Regions from separate parts of the Mus musculus genome. Here region 1 is linked to region 2. Evidence: chromatin contacts called from public Hi-C data. All regions are on one chromosome and are shown on one strand. Each heading gives the region's core, a stretch centred on a gene start, on an enhancer-like site or on the middle of the called end of the contact. The rest is flanking DNA. Distances are from core to core; before and after follow the strand shown. Region 1 overlaps Ncoa3 (nuclear receptor coactivator 3). Region 2 overlaps Zmynd8 (zinc finger, MYND-type containing 8).

Region 1 (4,976 bases), core at 1,794-4,293, 230 kb after region 2:
ATATAGGGAGTGGGAGAGAACCTGCATCCCACCAGAGTTCCGTTGCGGATGCGGGTGAGTAAGAAAGGTGAGAGCTTAAGAGAGAGGAGGGACCAAGCAGCCCCTTGATCTTGTAGTTGCAGGGTAGCTGTGGGGAGAAGCACTCCTGGCTAATGTCAGGTAACTGTGAGGGTGGAGTCTAGCTAGAATGCCAGGAGCTTGGGGCTTTGTTTGCGTGACTGATTGTCACAGAATTATGGAGCTGGGGGCTCTGTGGTGTCAGGCACCTGTCTCTGGGAACGTGGCTCACTGTTCCCTCCCTCTACTGGGTCACCTGAGCAAGCTCAACCAAAACAGGCTGCCCTTCACTGTCCCACACATATAGTTTGCGTGTTCAACGTAACATATAACTGCTTTATCAAAGATGTTGTATCTGGTGTGAGCAGGTTGGAATGATAAGATAGTAGAAGCATAAATACCCGTCACTGCAAGGGTCCACAGGAATCATGGGAAGGGTCCTGGGAGTGGGCCTCGTAGACTAGAAGGATAGTGAGGAGTAGTGAGGAGGCGGGAGGAAGGAGTCCTGGGGAGATTGGAGGAAAGCGGCTTTTCTATCTAGTGGGGAAGTGGGAGAATTGTAAATTCGTGATTTCTACTCTGCAGACTAAGTTTGAGTGCTGGGGACACCCAGATTCATTTGCATAAGCCAAGTGAGTTCAGAAATGTTTCGGGTAGAACGCATAATTTGATAGCTAGTTATCCTCTGTGTCTGAGCGTACCCAGACAGGAAACACTGTGAGAGAAGAGGAAAACCTGAGAAGGAACTTCAGTGTACACTCGACCCTTACCCAAGCAAGGGAAGGCTGCAGTGGGAGAGCATAGGTGGCAGAGCAGAATTGCAGGACAGGCTGCTCACTGTGTTCTTGGTTTGGGGGCCTGGGAGAAGGCAGAGGTGCACAGTGCACCCGACATTTCCTTTGGAACATGCCATCTGTTGCCAAGTAGACCTGTTGAGGATCAGTGGTGAGTGACCACCTTTAGTGTCTAACTGGGGAGTGCACTCAGAGATGGAGATCTGCAGAGGTGCTTTTCCTGGCTGACCTATTATTACCTAAATCATCTCTTGCTATTCACAAATTATGGGAGAACAACAGATTTGTAAAGTTTTATTACACTTTATTTTGTGTGTGTCTGTGCAGATTGCATGCACATTACAGACATGGAGCTCAGAGGACCACCTCTGGGAGTCAACTGTCAGCATTTGTGGCAGAGGCATCGAGTGGCACTGAGTCATTTCACCAGTCCTAAAGTGTGTGTGTGTGTGTGTGTGTGTGTGTGTGTGTGTGTGTGTAAGTGTGTGTGTGTGTGTGTGTGTGTAAGTGTGTAAGTAAGGGTTCTTAGTGTATAGAGCTCTGGTTTTGAGCCAATAGTATCTTTTCAGGTATTAAACACATTATAGCTACCAAAAAGGCCGAGAGCGTACATGTATACATGCACTTAAAAGACCCTGCTATGCATGTGGAGTCAGAGGACCACTTCCAGGAGTTTATTATTCCACTGTGTGGGAGCCACGGATTGAACTCAGGCAGCAGGCACCTTTACTTGTTTAGCCACCTGGACAACCCATAATTTATGTCAGTTCCACTATATAGAGTTATTTATTATTAAACATTAAAATAATACACTGGTTTTCTTTTGTTTTTTTTTTTTTAAAGATTTATTTATTTATTATATCTAAGTACACTGTAGCTGTCCTCAGACACTCCAGAAGAGGGAGTCAGATTTCGTTACGGATGGTTGTGAGCCACCATGTGGTTGCTGGGATTTGAGCTCCTGACCTTTGGAAGAGCAGTCGGGCGCTCTTACCCACTGAGCCATCTCACCAGCCCTACACTGGTTTTCTTTTGATGTTTGAAAACCAGAGAATCTAATTACCTACATTCATTACTACATTTCAACCAAATCACCATTCATTTTCTCCCATCCTTTTGAGACTTGGTTGTCCCATTCTACAGACATGAGTTCTGAACTACACAGGAGTACACAAGACACAGTGCAGATGCAGCTTCAGGCATCTGGGTTCTGAGCCACCACCGGTCACATGTACTGATTTACATTTTTTCCCTTGTTTGCAGCATTTGCTTTTGGTTGCTTTCTCAGGTGTAGCTAACCATTCCTTTGTGTTTGATGTTTAAGGGACAAGCTTTGGAGTCCAAACAGGATGTTTTCCAAGGCCAAGAAGCAGCAGTAATGATGGATCAGAAGGCTGCACTATATGGACAGACATACCCAGCTCAGGGTCCTCCCCTTCAAGGAGGCTTTAACCTTCAGGGACAGTCACCATCGTTTAACTCTATGATGGGTCAGATTAGCCAGCAAGGCAGCTTTCCTCTGCAAGGCATGCATCCTAGAGCCGGCCTCGTGAGACCAAGGACCAACACCCCGAAGCAGCTGAGAATGCAGCTTCAGCAGAGGCTACAGGGCCAGCAGGTAAGACCGGGCTGTCAGGGGCTCTTAGGCTGTGCTCTCCGTGGCCCTTGCCACCGGCTCTCCACTCTTTGCTAACTAAAGGAATCCCTTTTGCTTTCACTTCTCTGTAAGATTTTGTTTATGCAGACAGTTCCTTGATAAGGAGTGTGTATTAAACTTGGGTATCTTTCTATATGTATATTCTTTGCTATAACATTAGCAGTGGCAAAATGGCTCAGTGGGTAAATGTACTTTCCAAGCAAGCCAGGCAAGCCAGTTTAATTCTTAGAGCCTTGCTTAGTGCATGCTGTTAATCCTAGCACTTGAGAGGCAGAAAGAAGCACAGGTCTCTGTGAGTTCCATGGGTCAGCCTGGTCTACAGAGTGAGTTCCAGGCCAGTTAGGACAGCACAGTGAGCTGTTTGACACAGGACAGGACAGCAGGAGGAGCAGTGTGTCTTGATGGCCCTTGGAAGGCATTTCCTCAGCTTTTTGTTTTAAAGACAAGATCTTGATGATTGTCTAGGGGACTTGTAACCACTTCTGTCTCAACCTCTCCTGCCGGGATTGCAGGCATGCAATGCGTTAAGCACCCCTGTTGACTCAGTATTTTAATGGAAATCACTTCTTGATGCACTTTGGGGCCGGAGGCATGCTCAGTGGTTAAGAACACTTGTTGCTCTTGCAGAGGACCCGTGTTCAGTTCCTGGCACCTACTGTGGGCAACTGACTGTCTAACCTCAGTTCTAGGGAATCCACACCCTCCTCTTTCCTTAATCTGCAGTTGCTTTAAAGCATATTTGTATGGTTGCACGGGCTGGTGAGTGCTTGTTACCAGGTGGCAGTGAGTCACCTGAGTAGGAGAGCCCAGGAAGCCAGAGCCAGGCTATGGCAGCCCCTGCAGCAGGCTCAGAACTGGGGAAGCTCTGTGCCTGTGCGCATGGTACTATTTTATAGCTTAGTCCTCCTTTCTATTAAGTGCTCACTAGTGTCTGATCAAGTCAGAGTAATTTTGATTGTCTGAGCAACAGTCCCTGGAGAAACTTGACACTGCATTCCTGCTGCAGTTGTTTAAGCCTCACACCGAGGCAGGGAATCGGCGCCAATGTCGCTGTCCAGGAACTCTGTCCTGCGAACTTTTTTTCTATTTTTTTTTTTTTTTTAAGGTTTCTTGTATTTTTAATAGTGTCTGTGCAGTTCGTGTTTGCGCGCGCACGCACGCACGCACGCACGCACGCATGCACGCCTGCAGAGGCCAGAGGTGTGAGGTGCACTAGAACTGGGGCAGTGGTGACTGAGCCACCATGTAGGTGCTGGGAAAGGAATCTGGTCCAGTGGATGGACTGTGCACGCTCTCAGCTGTAGAGCTGTCTTCCTTCTGCAGGATGTAAACGACGACGAACCAATTCAGTTTAAATGTGGCTCCCTAGCTTGGTGGGTCTGGAGAGATCTCACTGGGTGGGGGTAGTGTATAAAGCTGATTGGGGCTCACTAACACGCTCCACTTGACCTACTAACCCAACTCTGTTCAGTTTTTAAATCAGAGCCGGCAGGCACTTGAAATGAAAATGGAGAACCCTGCTGGCACTGCTGTGATGAGGCCCATGATGCCCCAGGTACGTTCCCTGCAGAGAAGGGGCCAGTCCAGGCGGGACCCACGCCCGGCCTGGCCTTAGCTATGCCTGTTAAATAATTCTGAAGTTTTTGTAAGAATTGGTTGTCACACTGTCTCTCTCTCTATATATATATATGTATGTATATATATGTGTGTGTGTGTGTGTATATATATATATATATATATATATATATATATATTAATGTTTATGAGTGTGTTATCTGCATGGATGTCTGTATCATGTGGAGGCCAGAAAAGGACATGAGATCTCCTGGACCTGGAGGTACAGATGGTTGTGAGCAGCCTTGTGGGTGTGGGAATTGAGCCATGTCTCCAGCTCCTGTACTTGGTCTTTCACTCTCACTCTGCTTTGTCTGTGATGAGGGGCTGGAGAGAAGTGGCTACTTGATTACAACCATCAGTAAACTCACCCAGATTGATTCCCTTTGTGATGAGCTGCTGTGTTGTAAGATAACTGCCTAGTGTTTTGGGATTCTGGGACTGCCTCTGACCCTGCACAGGAAGGACGCTCACTGGGCAGCGTTTGGAAGCCACGGGTGTAAAGAACCGCTTGTGTATACTACCCTTTAGTTACAGAGAGGGCACTCTGTTCTTTCTTGTCCATAGCTGGTGTATTGTGAGATGCTATGAAATGAAGTTAATTGTGTGTCTCTTGGCTACCAGCAGGCTTTCTTTAATGCCCAAATGGCTGCCCAGCAGAAACGAGAGCTGATGAGCCATCACCTGCAGCAGCAGAGGATGGCGATGATGATGTCACAACCACAGCCTCAGGCCTTCAGCCCACCTCCCAACGTCACCGCCTCCCCCAGCATGGACGGGGTTTTGGCAGGTTCAGCAATGCCGCAAGCCCCTCCACAACAGTTTCCATATCCAGCAAATTACGGTAAACCTGT
Region 2 (4,906 bases), core at 1,510-4,009:
ATGCGCGGTGGCACTCCCATGCACACACACGGATGAATAACAAAATGAGTATTAAAAAACCTAAATAAATACATACATACATACATACATAAATAAATACACAAATAAATACGAAAGGTAATCCCATAATCCCTTTGGTTTGCTGCTGTTTCCAGGGAAGGAAAACAGAGTCCTCCACAGACACGTCTAAAGAGGGTCCCGTTTCCTGGATCTTCCTGGGCTGCACACGCAGGTGTACCTTTCAGTTTTACTGGAGACACAAATTTCACTATGTTGTCTAGGTTAGCTTGCAACTCAGGATGCTTCCGTGTCAGCCTCCTCACTGCCTAGCCACACCCGTGTAACACTTGGGAAGAGAACCACCCAGAACGAACACTTGCTGCTAAGTAGCTTTTGGCTGTGGGGTGGACACTCTCCACAGAGCTTGCTACCTCAGGGACCTCCTCCATCAACCGCCAGGACATTTTGCAGAGGACCCAGAAACCAAAAGAAACTTGGTACTTTCCCCCAGGACCTCGGGAAGGTCTGAGAACAGCCCAACCACCACTCCTGCGGAGAACGGACAGCAGAACACCTCGCCAATTGTGCACTCCAGCCTCTACAGCCTCAACCTAGTTTGTAACTTTCCTGTGGAGACCTTTAAGGGTTTCCTGGACCTCCAACAGAAGCCTTCCATAAAGCCATGGGATGTGGTGGGAGCCAGGGGAGAGAAGATTCTTGCTCCGAGAAGAGAACCATCTATGCAGCTATGTCTGAAGTGCCCACTTACAACACTGGATCCAGCCCTGCCCAGCCTTCCTGACCTTTGAAGAGAACAGAGGGATACTTCTACAGCATTTTTTTTTTCTGTTTGTTTTTTTGTTTGTTTGTTTGGTTTTTTGGTTTTTTCAAGACAGGGTTTCTCTGTGTAGCCCTGGCTGTCCTGGAACTCACTTTATAAACCAGGCTGGCCTCAAACTCAGAAATCCACCTGCCTCTGCCTCCCAAGTGCTGGGATTAAAGGTGTGCGCCGCCACCACCCGGCGTCTACAACATTTTACACCATGTCAACAGCTAGCATTGAACCCCTACATCTGAGGAAGAAATGAAGAGGCAAAGCTCGGCACACAGCCTGGCTGCACGTGAGAACCCCCAAGCACGCAGCTGGCCTTGGAGAGCGGTCCCCCTCCCTGTGTGTGCTAGGGATACCTCTCTGCTGGGACCTGAAGACCGTTAGATCCAGTCAGGTGGACCCTACCGAGGTTGAACAGAAACAAAATACCTACAAGAGACAGGGCTCCAGGCTAGGGAAGGGAGAGGTCAGAATCACTAGGGTCCCCAGCCCGGGGACATTTCCTACCTAGGAGAACACCAAGACAGCAAATGCCACAATTGTGAGTCAACACCAGGACCCTCCCCTCAGCCAGGGGCCACAGGCCCAAATTCCTTGTCCCACTCTACACTGGTATGGTTTCAAGGTCATAACTGTCCAGCCACCCCCCAGGTTCCCAAGTCACCTAAGGGGCCTAGACAAGAATAAGCTCTTTGTCCTTAAAAAGAAATGAGAATTTATTCACACAGAAAGCCTGAGGGAGGAGCCCCAGCAGCCTCGGGGCCAGGCTCTTTCCCAGAGGGACCTTGGGCAAGCCATTGTACTCTGGGCCCAGTTTTCTCATCAGTTAGACTGACATTAAAAGCAGGCACTTCACAAAGGGTGACAAAGTGACTGTAACCCCAGGTATTTTCCTTAAGCCTTGCACTCATTCGGCATAAGAGTTCCTATATTTTTAGATCACGGCACATAGATCTAAAACCAAGCGGCAATTCTTTGAAGGGGGAGCCTACAGAGCCTCCCATGACCGCTGCTGGAGGCCCTATGGGTTCAAACTCAGACCGATCACCTTGACCTCCCAGTAGAGGGCTCTGGGCTGTCACTTAGCCTGACCCGCCTCACTTTGGGGCCCCCAATCGAAGAGTCTATTGTCGGGCACTCTCGGGTCCCCATATCACCGTTTTTCCTCACATCTCTGCGAAGGAGGCTGCAGATGAGGCCGCCTGGAGTGACTAAGACTGTCTAGGGACAGGTGTGGTGGCGCACACCCTTGGTCCAGCACAGGGGGTGGGGCAGAGGCAGGCGAATTTCTGAGTGTTTGAGGCCAGGCTGGTCTATATAGGAATTCCACAGATTAGCCAGGGCCACACAGAGAGATCCTGTCCCAAACAACCAAGCAAACAAACATAAGTCTACCATAACCAAGGCTATCACAAACAACAACAACAACAAAAAAAAACCCTGTCTGGGGAGAGATGGGGGCTCACCCAGAACCAAGAATTCTCCTGGGAAGAGTGTGCACCCCAGTTCCTTCAGATGGGGATACCTTAGGCCTCCAAAGTGTTGGCATTAAGGTACTGTTCACACAACCACAGTGGGGCCACCGTGCCTAAAAGCAACCCACCAGATTAGCACAGGAGAGTCTTAACCCATTAAGATGGCGAACACCTCAAATGCTCTTCGAGGAGCCGGCTAAGGCACAGCCAGCCGCCAGCTCCTCCTGCTCTAAAAACAGAAAGCAAATTCTTACTTGCCTCTCCCCAGAGCACCCAGTTCAAACCACTAATTACAGCCCAGGCTCCAGACACAGCCCTTCACTGGGCGCTGCCCATCTAGCCAGGTCCACCAGGGCCTTCATACCAAGCATTTCCTACAGATGGGAGACAGGGAGCCTAGCTTGGACAAGTGTCTGCCTGCGTGCTGAAGCAATGCACCATGGGAGAGAGCCCGAGGGAGCACATTCCTTTAACTGAAGGAATGCTGACATTCGGGATGAATTCTACCAGGACAGGGTGGGGAGAGGGCTTGCCTAGCCTACAGGAAGCCTGGGATCCATCCCCAACAACACACTACCAGGTGTCTAGGTGTACGCCTGGAATTTCTGCACTCAGGATGTGGGCAAAGAAGATCAGGAGTCCAACATAAAACAAGTTGAGACCAGTTGAAGCTACATGAGCCCCTCCCCCCACAGACGGGGGAGTGGTGGTGGGAAAATTAAACTGTGCTGCACCCCGCCAAAGCCAGTATTACCTCAAGAACTCACCTATTCTCCTGACAGGGGGAACCACTGGAATTTCTGTAAGAAACTCAATCTCTCTAATATTGAGATTTTTCATTTCTTTTTTGCTTTGATTCATCAGCCAAGCACGTGACAGAGTGAGCATGCTAATTCAGATGCCGATTATCACAAAAAAAAAATCTATTTTCTGTGCGGCACATGAGTTTAACCCCTACTGCATTCCTACATCTTCTCAAGATGCGGGGGTGGGGCCATACTCCCAAGGAACCTTTGCTTCATTTAATCCCGAGGGAATTTGCATGGTAAGTGGTGTCTCTGACTACCTGGTGTTCACAGGCAGACGGGGCGCCAAGCAAAGGGAGCTACTGGAGCGACTCCATAACTCCACTCAGCCTGTGCAGGAAGGAAAGGGGAGGCTGGGGAGGCTGGGAGGGAGGGTTTGAGTCTGTCAAAACATCATCCCCTCTGTCACTTCCCAGTTTAGATACACAGGAAGGCGGATGAGGAGGGGAGGTACTCCATCTTATGCTAGGAGCTTCGTTTAGTGGCAAACTGGGAAACGACCTCAGGGTCCTGAAAGCATTACTTTTAAAAGCGGTTTGCACAGAGGTGTTCATTTACTCCAGGAAGACAGAAGGGATAAATAAGTCTACATCAAACAGCAGGCCACAGAGCCACGGAACTCCTTCTGAAGCCAGATCCAACCAAGAGAACCAGGGAGGCGAGGTTCTTTCCCAACACGCCTGAAGCTAACCCTCCAAAACACCTGGACGAAGCCCCCCCTCACCAAGCTTGGCAGACAACCAGAAAACATTTTGCAATAACAAGGTCACAGGCTGCTAAGACAATATATAAAAACAATAGCCGTAGTCACTAGTGATAAAAGGTAGAGTTCGGGCTGGTGAGATGGCTCAGTGGTTAAGAGCGCTGACTGCTCTTCCAAAGGTCCTGAGTTCAAATCCCAGCGACCACATGGTGGCTCACCACCACCCGTAATGAAACCTGATGCTCTCTTCTGGAGTGGCTGAAGACAGCTACAGCGTACTTACATATAATAAATAAATAAATAAAGGTAGAGTTCGCTTTTAAGAACAACACAGTACCCCTCCGCCACCTTCACTCTGTGATGGCATTCTCCAAAGTTCCACGCACAGCCTGTTTTAAGCTCCCACCTGTCATGTTGTCCAAAGAAACGGGCGTCAACCTGCCCGTCTTTGTCCCTCAGAGCTTTCGCTGGCCAGAATGGAAATCCTTTCAGTTTTGCCCAGACCAAAGGGTGCGGATTGCTCTAGAAGAACAACAAAAGGCAGGGTTGGCGTTATATTTGGCAGCAAGACACACATTCAAGTCTGAAAGGTAACCTGAACGCAGGGAGGCAGGGAGGGCACAGCCCTGTGCTGATTAATTAGGCTTCCGTCAACCTGGCACAAGCAGAGTCATCTGGGAAGAGGGAACCTCAAGTAAGAAACAGCCTCCGTCGGACAGGCCTGTAGACAGAGCTGGAGGGCGTTTCCTTGATTGACATCTGTTGTGGGCGGGTCCAAGCCGCTGCTGGGCAGGTGGTCCTGGGTGTATTTACAAAGCAAGCTATGCAGGCCCTGAGAAGCAAGGCGGAGTGAGCCGATCTCCTCCAGGTCCTGTCTTAAGTTCCCTGGATAAAGGACTATATAAGCTAGAAGATGAAATTTACCCATGCCTCCCCAAGCTGCTGCAGGCCTGGGTGTTTATCACAGTAATTAGAAAGCAAAATAGGACATGAGCCAGGCAAGCAAGGGGACCCCCGGCAGGCGTGTAGCCTGAACAGCGCCTGCGCGAAGCTGAAAGCTAAAAGAGTGAATAAGGCTTGGGTCCTGGCT

What was found. Hi-C and Micro-C count contacts between places; a contact is called where the count stands out from the background.
Region 1: a contact with region 2 is called in a Hi-C map of embryonic stem cells, with 2.9 times the contacts expected there. The contact joins two enhancer-like sites. A contact is called at or near these places in 29 of 484 Hi-C or Micro-C datasets (B cells, the HPC-7 cell line, LSK cells and 16 more), 9 of 115 datasets of contacts at active chromatin or transcription factors (the HPC-7 cell line, SST interneurons, double positive thymocytes and 5 more) and 3 of 9 other capture datasets (adipose tissue, embryonic stem cells and liver).

What each region holds. Positions count from the first base shown.
Region 1 is chr2:166,063,583-166,068,558 of GRCm38.p6, forward strand. It overlaps Ncoa3 (nuclear receptor coactivator 3), which reads left to right. Exons shown (of 23, transcript NM_008679.3): 18 at 2,176-2,469; 19 at 3,980-4,063; 20 at 4,747-4,966. Among named protein-coding and RNA genes, the nearest start is that of Gm52534, 54 kb to the right of the region's middle. Within about 2 kb of position 3,044, at least 5 of the 459 cell types and tissues checked have an H3K27ac peak or open chromatin away from gene starts, as enhancers often do. A contact at or near this core is called in embryonic stem cells, where this site is marked.
Region 2 is chr2:165,829,087-165,833,992 of GRCm38.p6, forward strand. Zmynd8 (zinc finger, MYND-type containing 8) reads right to left here. Exons shown (of 23, transcript NM_001363020.1): 10 at 4,223-4,338. Among named protein-coding and RNA genes, the nearest start is that of Gm11465, 50 kb to the right of the region's middle. Within about 2 kb of position 2,760, at least 49 of the 459 cell types and tissues checked have an H3K27ac peak or open chromatin away from gene starts, as enhancers often do. A contact at or near this core is called in embryonic stem cells, where this site is marked.